Regions from separate parts of the Rattus norvegicus genome. Here region 2 is linked to region 1. Evidence: chromatin contacts called from public Hi-C data. All regions are on one chromosome and are shown on one strand. Each heading gives the region's core, a stretch centred on a gene start, on an enhancer-like site or on the middle of the called end of the contact. The rest is flanking DNA. Distances are from core to core; before and after follow the strand shown.

Region 1 (6,242 bases), core at 1,757-4,256:
CTCGTCACATGGTGTCCAACCAGGAGTTAGTGCGGAACCCATGCGATGCCAGATCTTTGCTGGTGGAAATTCTTAGCCTACCTTTGTGGGAAGATGTAGGCTCCCTGCTGTAGACAGGACAAAGGCATCCCTCATTCCCCAAGGAATGCCTGATCCCTGACAGCAGACAACTGACTCTTGGAGTATTAGGGACACTTTTTTTTTTTTGAAAACACAGTGGAAATTACTCATTATAGTAAAATAGTTTATTTCCATAAATGTTTTATTTCCTCCTAACACTTACCACCAAAACACACACTTAATTTGCTCTCTTTGGGTCTATTCGTTCCTCCTGGAGATGCAGAGCCTTCCTCCAAAACAGGGAACAGAGGTCTTGCCCGCCGGTCGCCTGTCCGCCAACAGATAAAACTCTGCAGAGTGCAGCATCTTCCCACTGCAGCCCCCTCCCCCAGACTGTCTCTGCAGGTGCTCTTCCAAGAGAATCCTGGAAAGCACACAGGAGTGTCCTCTCCAGTGACCCCATGGGAGCTCCGTGGTGGCTTTACCTGGATATTCCAAAAAGTGACATGGAGGGGCCGACCTGACATTTGCAGGAGTTCCTGAAGGCAAGCTGGTGTGAATAGGGGTGAGAGCCTTTCCAACTGTCCCCTGGCAGAAATGCTCACGGGCGAGACTGTGCGTTCTTAGTGTCTGATCACTGCCTGGAATGTGGGAGTCTGTGGGGGCTGGTGAAATGTGCTGGGGGAACTTTCCCTGTGTCTCTAGCTAAATGGTTTCCTGAGGAAATGAGAAATGGGGCTGGGATGGGTGAGAAGGAATGAAAAAATTCCAGTAAAGAATTAAAAAAAAAGATAAGACAAAAGAAAAAAAGAACTTTTGTCTTTGGAACGGGGATTGTCAGATCTGAAACTCCAGGATTAGAAATATAAGAGGCTTCTTTTTTTAAATCAAAAAAATATAGAAGAAAAAGAAACGTCTTGGCTCTGAGATTGCACAGTAAATGCTTAAAGGGTGACGGTTTGAAAGGGAGGGATTGGGGACACTTGGCACAGAGGGCTCGGAACCTGAGGTGCCTGACTCTGGACTTGGCCCAAGCAGGGCAGTTCCATTCTGCCATCCATTGATGTATGTTTAAATTTCTGAACCCCATGTGGACTGAATGGGCCTCTTTATCTCTGAACAAACAGGGAAGGAGAGAGGATCTTCCCCCACTTCTGGCCCTATCTGTATTTGTAGACCACACTGTGGGTTTTTCCATTCCAGCTGTCAATCTTCCCTTGTTGTGGTCTTGGTGGGGGGGGGGGGAGGAAAAGTTCAGGAGCCAGGAGCAGTGAGCTAGCCAAGGAGCAAGCTCAGTCAGAGTCAACTCCACTCTGAGTGTGACAAATCTTCAGGTTATGCTGGTCATCCTTTCCTTGAAGAAAGAGGGTATTGGGGACCTCAGGGATTCTGTGTTTCCACCCTTACCACCACACGATGCACCCCAACTTCACCTGGACCCCTCGCAGCAGTGCACAGGAGTGCCCCAACACGCACTATCCCTCACCCACAGCCCTACAGGACACAGCTGAGTCTCTAGCCTCAAATGCCATCCGCGGTGACAGGCTCAGCTGGCACAGAAAGCCTTCATGAAATGTCTTCTGCACACAGCAGCAAAGCCAATCAATGCCATTGACCGGTTTGATTTTGAAGGGGCCTCCGCGTGCCCTTAAAGGAAGACCAGGTCTTTAAACGCTAAGGCAAAACAGAGCAACCCATAAGCTGCACAAAAGCTTACAAAAAAAAAGTTGGAATCTTACGTAAAATAAACTTCCCGAGATCTAGTTATCGTTCCAAAAGAATCCTTTTAAAAAACATCGCTTGAAAACATCACAGCCATGACTCTGTCGTGTTGGCTGTTGAAAGAGCTCCCGGATAGCCTTCTCAGGAGGCCTGGAACATACCTAGGGTGAGGATGCTTCTTGTTCTGTTTGTTTGGGTTTTTTTATTTTGTTTTTGTTTTTTGTTTGTTTGTTTGCTTTGCTCGGGGTACCTTGTAGTAAGAAGCGATAGCTTGTGCCAGCCACCCCTGAGTTAGATTTCCACGTCCCTTATCCATTAATGTGTAACCTTGAGCAGATGGTCCCCATGCCTCACTTTCTTCATCTATGCCTGGGGACAAAAAAAAATCAGTAGCACAGAGAGTTTCTATGAGGATGAAATTATGCCTAACAGGGTGCCCACCGCACAGCCATTTCTCTTGAGTGGCTGCAGTTGGTCTCAAGGACAGAAAAACAATAGCATCTCCTGGGGCAGCTATAGGCAGCGTCCGGCTCTAAGCTCTTGGCGTCTGTGACTCCTTTTACTGCCTGAGACTCCCGTCTGGTGGACTGGGAGATAGGTCGGGGGTGGAGCGTTTGCTATGCAAGCACCAGGACCTGAGTTCAGAACCCCAGCACCCAGATAAAAAGCTGAGCACAGTGGTGAGTACCTGCAATGCCAGCACTGGACAGAGGGAGACAGGGATCCCTGAGGCTTACCGGCCAGCCGGGTCAGCTAAGGCAGTTTCAGTGAGAAGCCGTGTGTCAAAATGGAACCTGAGAAAGACTCAACATCATCCTCTGGTCTCCAGACATGCACACGTATGTAAACACATTGCCTACAGATAAACCATACACACAGAGAACGTTTTAGGAGGGTTCCAGGTGCTCAGTACGACTTTGCCTCCTTTTAGACTCAAGGAAACAGTCAGTCCGCGGTGAATCCAGACCTCTCGTTTCACAGGTCTCCTTGAATAACAAAGTCTGGTTATGGCTCTACATAGCTAAGTTCCCGTTTTTGCCTAGAAAACCTGAGGCAAAGATTTCATCACTGGCCCCTTGTCCATTGACACTAGAGGTCAACATCCAACGTCACCCGGACTCTGCCCCTGGAAAGGCTTCAGGCCTTGTCTGGATAGTGAGCCTCTATGAAAGCTAACCTTTGACCTCACCTCCCAACTGGAAACAAAACAAGGATGGTTACGTAAACCAGCGCTGGCTGGCGTTCTTGACACCCGAAGGTGCTTCTGGAGCCTCAGGGCAAACAACGTTGACTGTAAAAGAGAACTAGTGTTCAGCGACTCTTGGCCCCCGAGGCCTGCCGTCATTGGTTCAGTTTGGCTCAGCACCCACGATATTGATTGGTTGAGCTATACCGCCCACGTGACCTCAAAGATAGAGCAGCAATTTGAACGTTAACCCAAAATGAAATTAAACAAACTACGTAAGCGAATTCATGGTTAAGAGTTATAGAAGGATCCTTTAGAGAAATTGCTTAATTTTCAAACACTAAGTGCCACTGGTTGAGAGGCATATAGCCTCCTTCGAGATAAATCCCAAGCTCTCCAAAGGCTCTCTGCTTGTCGCTCACAGTGTGTTAGAAAAATTATTCTAATTTGTTTTTCCTTTTCAATGATTTTTCCTTCTGGAAGATTCACCCATATTGCAGCTCTTAGGACCCACACATGTGGGGCTGTTTCTTCTTTCTCCTCCTCTTCCTCTTCCTCCTCCCCTCCTCATCTTCCCCGTCTTCCTCCTCTCCCTCCTCCTCTTCCTCCTCCTCTTTCCCCTTTTCCTCGTCTTCCTCTTCCCCCTCCTCCTCCCTCATCTTCCTCCCCTTCCTCCTCCTCCTAAGTCAGAAATTCTCAGCTTTTGAAGCACACTACAACTTCATCTAAGCATGTGTGGACTCCCAACAGCCCTACTCCTGTGCCCATGGTAGCCTGAAGGGGGCGCTATAGCACCATGGCAGTCCATCTAAGTACTAAGACAAAGCTACCAAGCGCTGTTAACAGGAGGGTAGAACATACCCTGAGGAAACGCTGGGCTGAGGCTGCTTCACGTCTCAGCCAACAGAGAAGAACAAGAGACTTCATCTCCTGACTCAGAGCAATGCTGAATTCAAAACATGAATCATCTGGAACATGCATCTGGAATTTTTTGTTTAGTGGTTTCGGATTGCTTTTGACCACATGTATCCAAAATTGTAGAAAACAAAACTACAGATAAGGGGAGACTGTTCTCCTGCCAAGTGAGGTTCCTGACACAGTAGGCTTAGTAGCCAGCAGCCGTGGTCTACAGTGGCTCTGGCTGTTTATATAATTTGTTGCTTCGATAAACATTCCTCGTATGAATTGGTTTTGCTAATTCTGTTAGAAAACACTTTTTCTAAAAAAAAAAAAAAAAAAAACAGAACTCTGACTTTTAAAACATCTAAATCATCTAGATCAGTAAATAAAGGTTTTTGTGATTATGTTTATTCTGTGGTGTGTGTGTGTGTGTGTGTGTGTGTGTGTAAAGAAGGCTGAAATCTTCTCTGGAATCAAATGTCAAACAGAAGCAATGACTAGGACACAGTCGTCAGCACTGGATCAGCTTGTCCAGCACACGGGAATCTCTGGGCTCCATACCCACTGCCACATGAACTAAGCAAATGCCTGTAATCCCAGCAGGAGGTGGAGGCAAGAGGATCAGAAGTTCAAGGTTATCCTTAGCTACTTTCTAAGTTCAAAGACAGCCTAAGCCACATGAGATTCTGTTTTGTTTTGTTATGTTTGTTTTAAAGGTCCATACTTTATAATGTCACCAGATTGCTAATCCATAGTTCACTAATACGAGTCACAAACTTGAGTTCAAACACAGACCTATCACTAAATTGTTTGCAGCTTCACTTCAGAATGAATGCAGCATCTCCCTTTCGTGATCTAGGGATGTATTAACTAAGGGGAAGTAACCTAAAAAGGAGACGACTATGCAGTGGCAGTCCATCCAACATTGTGACAGGGCCACCAGCATTGAACAGGAGGGAAGAATATACCGTGAGGCATCCAGAACACCACACAACTCTGTTCTCTCCTCCCAATAATAATCAACCACATCTCCATAGGTGTCTTAGAGATGATAAAGGTAGGGGTAGGGTGGTGATGGCGACAGCAGAGGGGTCAGTATAGCAGTGATGGTGGTGGTGGTGATGGTGGTGATGGTGGTGGTGATGATGGTTGTGGTTGTGGTTGTGGTTTGGTAGAGATGGTGATGGTGGTAGTAGTGGTAATGGTGATGGTGGTGGTGATGATGGTGGCTGTGGCTATAGTAGAGATGGTGATGGTGGTTGTGGTTGTGGTAGAGATGGTGATGGTGGTGATAGTAGTGGTGGTGATGGTGGCTGTGACTGTGGTAGAGATGGTGATGGTGGTGATGGTGATGGTGGTTGTGGCTGTGGTAGAGATGGTGATGGTGGTGATGGTGATGGTGATGCTGGTTGTGGTTGTGGTAGAGATGGTGACATTGATGGAACAGAATCTGCTTTCTACCAAGTTTTTCCAGATACTGACCAGTATGATTCTCCAACTTAAGTTAATGTACAATGCCCTCTGGAAACCTTGAATGTGAGATTTCTTCCCAAATCCCTACTTGTGCTCTCTTGAACAAAGAACACTGTGACAACATACATTCAGCAAAAGTAGCCACACCTTCCATTCTATAAGGCCTTCGTTGCACGTGTCTTTGAAGAAAAGGAAGAACATGAAGAACACGTTCTGGTTAGTTTTGTTTCTGCTCAAATCTGGCCTTCCCCACTATGGCAGAGGTGCTGCTGGGACTTCCAAGACTGGATAAGAAAGTGCAGGCAGTTCCTTGTTCTGATACTCCTCCTCGTCCTACTTCTGATACTGAGAACCAGGCCTCAGAAAAAAACCCAGGCTGTGAAGAGAGAGTTGTGTGGGAGCTGCAGTCAGTACTACAGCGGAACCAACTTCATCATCTCCAGAAAAGGAAGTGAGAGCAACTTCCGATGATGCCAGCTCATCCACAGAGTCACCACTATAGCCTCCAAGTCTCTCTGTGGAGTTCCCATCCCATGAGGCACTGCTCTACTATACACCTGTCCTGCCTTCTTGAACCACAAAAGCTTTCAGAAAAACAAAATAGTTTGTAGTTTCTGGTCCTTATAGTTGTGGGGGTTGGGATAGCATTCAGACAATGCTTGCCTCTTGTACAGAGCTGAGGCAAGGGCTATGGTGACTTAGGACTCTTGTTCTAACCTACATGGTACCTGCAGTCAGAATGCACACAGGGGTCAGTGAACAAGCTATCTGAATAATTGAAAGATACGAACCATACTAACAAATGCAGTGTTCAACCCAATCCCTTTGTACTGATGATTGTTCTTAATAACAACTCTGAAATGCTCTAATACAGAAGCCCTATACTCCTGAGTTCTGTACT
Region 2 (6,242 bases), core at 2,216-4,715, 420 kb before region 1:
TTTGCCTTGTGTTTCCTGCAGCATATGGTCAGATAAGACACTGGAAGAGAGGTTCCTTCCCGCCACTCACAAGGGTCACTTCCTCCTCGGCAAGGCTTTCTGGGGAGAGGTCATCACTCGCTTCTCTGGGCCTGAGTGAAGAATCAAAGCCGCATTCGTTGTCACTCCTCCATGGCGTGAAGACACAGTGAGCGTCTGGAGAGCATTAGAGGAGCCAGGAGGAGCCTCTCAGGCTGAAGTCAGGGAAGAAATGAAGACCATGGGTGGAAATGAAAAGTATTCAAACCATAAATTAACATAAACCCTGGGGTCATCCGGCATACATCCCTGGCAATGAGGGAATTCACAATGCAGAGGGACACGTGTATCAGGCATTAAGCACCAGGCACAGCTGGGAGATTACAGGACAAAGTATGGAGAGCGTAAAAGAGATAAGGGAGGCGAAGTTGGGAAAATAAAGAGGAGTCTGGAGCCGAGGTTCAGATAACTTCAGGGAATTCTCAAGTGTGCAGGTACCATGGGTCACTGAAGGAGACGCTCGGATGACTAAGACGAGAGAAAGGTAATTTGTTGAAAAATGAGGTGGAGGTGGTGAAAAAAAATGTACAATTTGTATGTGTGCTGGAACTGTCAGGAAGATAGCAAGGTAGGCAATGACAAATGTCAGAAACGGACTTACTTTTCCTAGGGGAAGCCAAGGAAATGCGGAAGGTCAAGGAGGCCAACAGGATAGCGCCATCCCGAGAGACTCGGGGATGAAAATATCAGAGAACAAAATATCAGAGAACTTGGTTCAAAGGTACAACATTGCAAACAACACCTGGATTGCTGCAAATTTAGGGCAGGAGAATGTGAACAGAGAAGGTCTGGTTGGGGTGGGTGGGGATGGATGCCAGGACGGCCGTCACCGCTGTCTCCAGGGGTTGCGGCTTCCTTCTCGGCTGTTCTCTTCTTCCTACCTATTTCCTTTGCCCACTTTATCTATCAGAAGGCTGCCGATGTGCAGGCGCTCTGCGGCTTTGGGAGGCCTACAGAGGACTGGGAACTCAAATTTACTCGAAGTCATCCTGAAAATGCAACAATCAAGCCCCCACCTTTGGGAAGGAAGCGACGGTAGTGCTTACGGGAGTGGTCGACGTTTTGTCTTTAGAAGGCTGCATAGGAGCCAGCCTCTTAAACCAGTGGCCCAGCTTGGTTAGGAAGTGGTTCTGGGGGTCCCTTCTATCGCATGAGGTGAGGCTGGGGATGACCAGGTTGCTGATTCTGAAGGTGTGCTCTATGGGGCTCCTTGGAGTCAGGGGCCAGCTCTTTCCCACAGATTGAGAGATGCCACATGTGTGGGCACTGAAGGCAGCTGAGGTGGCAGAGGAAGGGCAAGGTGGATGATGAGACACAGTGACAAATTAGCTAACGAGGCTGGGGACAAATTCTTCGTGGTCACAGGCTGCTGACTTGAGGAGGATGAATCCGGTACAGGGCAGATAAAGTTTCAGTGTCTTTCTCATCAGGTTATGGTGCAATAAAAGAGTCAAACATTATTCTGGATTGCACATTCAGGGGTGGAGGCATGACGTCAGGTGACTAGCTGAGATCTCTGACAGGGAACTGAGGGGCGTTGGCGAAGGCAACAGGGAAGCAGCCCTAGGATTTCCCTTCTTCTAATCTGCTGTCTCCCTCCTCACTCTTGCCACTGCCTTAAAGTCGACTCATGGTCCTGGCCACCCTATACATTAGAGAGCATATATCTATAGTCAAAGCTGGGGTGTGTGTGTGTGTGTGTGTGTGTGTGTGTGTGTGTGTGCTATATGTATGGTGAATATGAGGTATAGGGTATGTGTCATGTATGTGGTATATATGTATATATGTGTATATATATGTATATATATATGGTGTGCACGTTGTGTATTGTGTGTGTGGTATGTGTGATATGTGTGTAGTGTGTGTGGATGTGTATTGTGCATGGTGTGTGTGTATGGGTGTGTGATAACTGTGTGGTTTGATGTGTGTATATGGGATGGTGTGAGTATGTGTGATGTGTGTATGGTATGGTTTGGTATGTGTGTGGTATGCTGTGTTGTGATGTGCATGTGTGTATTTGTGTGGTGTGTATATGTGATATGTGTATGGTGTGGTATGGTGTGATGTGTGTACGTGGTATGGTGTGATGTGTGTTTGTGTGATGTGTGTACGTGGTATGGTGTGTATGTGTGTGTGAGAAAGAGAGAGATGCATGTGATGTGTGTGTTTGTATGTGCATATGTGTGTATGTGTGCATGTGTGTATGTGTGTGTGCGTGTGTATGCATATGTGCATATGTGCAGATGTGTGTATGCATATGTGTGTGTGCGCGTGTGTATGCATATGTGCATATGTGCGGATGTGTGTATGCATATGTGTGTGCGCGTGTGTATGCATATGTGCATATGTGCGGATGTGTGTATGCATATGTGTGTGCGCGTGTGTATGCATATGTGCATATGTGCGGATGTGTGTATGCCTATGTGTGTGTGCGTGTGTATGCATATGTGCATATGTGCGGATGTGTGTATGCCTATGTGTGTATGTGTGTGTATGGGTATGTGCATATGTGCGGGCGTGTGTATGCCTATGTGTGTATGTGTGTGTATGGGTATGTGCATATGTGCGGATGTGTGTATGCATATGTGTGTATGTGTGTGTATGGGTATGTGCATATGTGCGGATGTGTGTATGCATGTGTATGCATATGTGCATATGTGAGGATGTGTGTATGCATATGTGTGTATGGGTATGTGCATATGTGTGGATGTAGGTATGGTAGTCAGAGATTGATATCGGATATCTTCCTCTATTTCTCTCAGTCTTATTCTTTGGCAGGGCCTCTCACCGGACCACCAAACCCGGTGCTTGTTAATCCGGCAGGACGGGCTGGCCAGCAATGCTCAGGGATCTGCCTGTCTCTGCTTCCCCAGTGCGAGGGATACAGGTGCCTGCCACCACACTTGGCTTTTCTTAGGGATGCTGGGAATCCAAACCCACTCCTCATGCTTGTGCTACAAGCACGTCACTGACTGAGCCACCTTCCCAGCCCCTCGGCTGGCTTTTTATGGAGAGGAAGGCAGAGCTAGGGTGAACTTGGGGTAGCCGTTCATGTTCTTTGAAACTAAGCCCTGTGGTTTGGTAGGCTAAGTTAGGAACCAGACATCCCTTGCTGTCTGACAGTCCATCCTCCAGAAACCTTCCCAGTGAAGAAGGCAGAGATCCAAGCTATCCATCTCTTCTTGCCCTGTCTTCTGTAACTCTGGGTTCCAAGGCATATTCTCTTGGGAAGAGAAGCACAGCCACATGCTACGCTGCATCGTCACTGACCAAAAAGAAAGTTGCTGTGACCTTTGAACTCAAATACAAACAAATGACTTTGTCCTTTTCAGTATTTTTCTATTTAGAAGCTCTGAATTCATCTTTGACGTAAGTGTTCAAGTTCCAATTTGTAATAGTGCAGGTCATTTAACATTTATTCCACCAGTTATAAATAGAGATGCATGCCTATGCTCCTGTAAATGCAGATCGCTCCCAAAGTCAGCCAAAAAGGAACACCTTTGGATCCGTAAAGTATTAAAGACACATGATAGGAATGGGGAAGTAATTTATCCTCCTCAGACAAGCTATCTCCTTCACCCCAAGTTCCCACCTGATAACGCCTCCCCCGTCCAGCCTTTATCTCACTTCTTTAAGGTCAGGCTGCAGAGGAATCCAGACACCAGGAAAGTTTCTCATGGGAAATCTGCTGTCTGCCCTCCACAGGGGGTGAGTCTTGGCCTTCAGAACAAGCTATCACAGTTGCAGCGATCTTTGGTGTTCTCTGAGCTATCTGAGGTCACAGGTTCAATGTTACCTTTGGGCTCCTACATGTAGGTGGCTACAGCGAGCCTCTGGAGCCGTCTTCTCTTCAGGAAGTGAGTTCATTTTGAAATGGATACCCATGTGCAGGGTGGGGGCTCAGGCAGTTAACTCATTTGTAGTGATAGGGAAGAGGGATGAGAGGTTCTGAATTAACTGCAATTATCCTTAGAGAATGTAAACAATGTGAGCTTCCATGTGCAGAAGTGGGAGGGAGCGTCATGAGTTCACGTGGTCCCTTCCCCAAGGTCTGCACAGGGCAGTGCAATATGGTTCCAGCTCCAAAATTTCCATTTAGAGGAACAAGGTCATTTAGAAGGAACAGTGGCATTGGGCTGGAGAGAGGACTCACTGTTTAGGGTCACTGGTTGCTTGTGCAGAAGACCAGCGCTTGGTTCCCAGCACCCACATGGCAGCTTGCCTCGTCTCTAATTCCAGTTCCAAAAGATCCAATACCACACACGGTATTGGGCATGCATATGGTACACATGCTCACATAAGGCACTCAGACGTACAATAAAATAAATCAATCTAAAACAAAACAAAACACAACAACAACAACAACAACAACAAAATCAAGGCAAAAAGGGAAAGAAAGTAAAGAGAAAGTATTAATGTGCTGGGCGCTCGCTGTGCAGAATCAGCAGGTGCTCACCCACTGTGTGCAGTGTCAGGGGGCTGAACAGTGTTAGACCCTGGGGATCCAGCTGTCCCTGCGTCCCCAGTGCTGGGGTTACAGGTGCATGCCATTTTGCTTGTCTTCATGCTTGTTGGAAAGCACTTTAACAACCAAATCATCTCCTTGGCCCCTGACCTCTGGCTCCTGACCCCTGGCCCCTGACCCTGGATCCGTAGAAAAAGAGTCATGGCTGAAAATATGAGGCTCCCAAACGGCAAACTGCAGAGCGGCAACTTCCTTTTCCCGGTGCGCACAGTAGGGTGGGGGGATTGGTGCTGCTGCACCAATAGTTGAGGATTGGTGAAACCTGCTTCTGTTACAACCTTGGGTCATAGTTGCTGTTCATAGATCCACCCAGCCTCTGAGTCCTGCAGCTAGACTGCAGAGCCATCTTTCTGTCAGAGACTACCCAAAAGCCGTGGGGCTCCTTCCACATTCCAACCCTGAAAGCAGAGGTCTCGCCTCCCCGACTGTGTATTTAAGTTTGAAACTGCATCTGTCTGGAAGGAAATGTTCGTGTGGATGAGGCTGAAGTCTCTGACTGTTGGCCAACTTTATTCTTGCTTTCAGGTCCCTGGCCTCAGCTGCATTTCCCCACACCCCTCTTCTTTCGGACATGTTGTTGAACTTTCAAATAAGTCGATTACCACACCTCCCCGGAAACCTTGGTTTTGCCACTTCTAAAGCTTGCCCCAAGAAAGGGAGACTAGCAAACGTCATTCCTTTGCTCATGTCATGGTTGAACAATAAATATAGGGGCAAGCCCTGGAAACTCTGGAGAAAGAAATCACTCAGCTGTCCCTCGTGGGTCTCACCTGATCACAGCATCAGATGCAGAGCATCACAGATGCAGAGAGAGGGACCTTCTCTCTAGGGACCCACTCCCGTGCCTCTCTCCACAGCACAGGGAAGCTTTGCTTCTGAGGGTGGCCAGGTGAGTGGCTGCTGTTCCGCACCTTTATGAAGACACAGTGGCTGTAACTCTGACTGCAGGAGCTTACTGAGACGATAAGCATCTCGCTGCTGCAGGAGCCGGCTGCTTGCTAGTTTCCCTCACTTCGTGTCCCCCTCGACTTACTCCTCCTGCTTTTGTGTGCTTGGTGATCGTGGAAGTTGGCGCTCGTTTACAGAAACGCCCCTTGGGGACTTCAGATGCCGCAACGGCATAAAACATATATTGGCTACAGAACGGAGAGGAGAGCCCTTCATTCAGTACACTTGGATGGGTAAACGCTAACATGTATCAGATGCCTTAAACCATGTTTGCACTCAGTCCCAGGGATGCAAAACGTTGTGTGTGCTGGGACGCTGTGCGAGGATGCGGCTTCAAGGATGCTATGCTCTGTAGCTATGCTGTCTGTGTGTTCAGCTGAGAAATTGTCTAGACGTTCAATAATGGATGGGTCGAATAAATGAAGGTGTATGTATATATATATATATATTATCTAATTCACACACACACTGCACACACACACTGCACACACACACACTGCACACACACACACACTGCACGCGCGCGCGCGCGCGCACACACACACACACACACACACACACAGTATTACAAATTATAAGTTCAACTTTTTTTTAAAACCCCTTGATTTCTATATGAAGTCTGGAGATTTATATACCAAAATGAAGGACTCAACTATAGGACCCCCCAAATAATCCAAAATGATTACACTAA

The links. A called contact is a pair of places that touch in the nucleus more often than the background predicts.
Region 2: a contact with region 1 is called in a Hi-C map of liver, with 6 times the contacts expected there. The contact joins two enhancer-like sites. A contact is called at or near these places in 2 of 12 Hi-C or Micro-C datasets (kidney and liver).

The regions. Positions count from the first base shown.
Region 1 is chr13:104,121,220-104,127,461 of GRCr8, reverse strand. No RefSeq gene overlaps it. Among named protein-coding and RNA genes, the nearest start is that of Smyd2, 130 kb to the right of the region's middle. Within about 2 kb of position 3,006, at least 3 of the 93 cell types and tissues checked have an H3K27ac peak or open chromatin away from gene starts, as enhancers often do. A contact at or near this core is called in liver, where this site is marked.
Region 2 is chr13:104,541,199-104,547,440 of GRCr8, reverse strand. All of the region lies in intron 1 of LOC134481608 (a long non-coding RNA gene), which reads left to right. Among named protein-coding and RNA genes, the nearest start is that of Prox1, 290 kb to the right of the region's middle. Within about 2 kb of position 3,465, at least 1 of the 93 cell types and tissues checked has an H3K27ac peak or open chromatin away from gene starts, as enhancers often do. A contact at or near this core is called in liver, where this site is marked.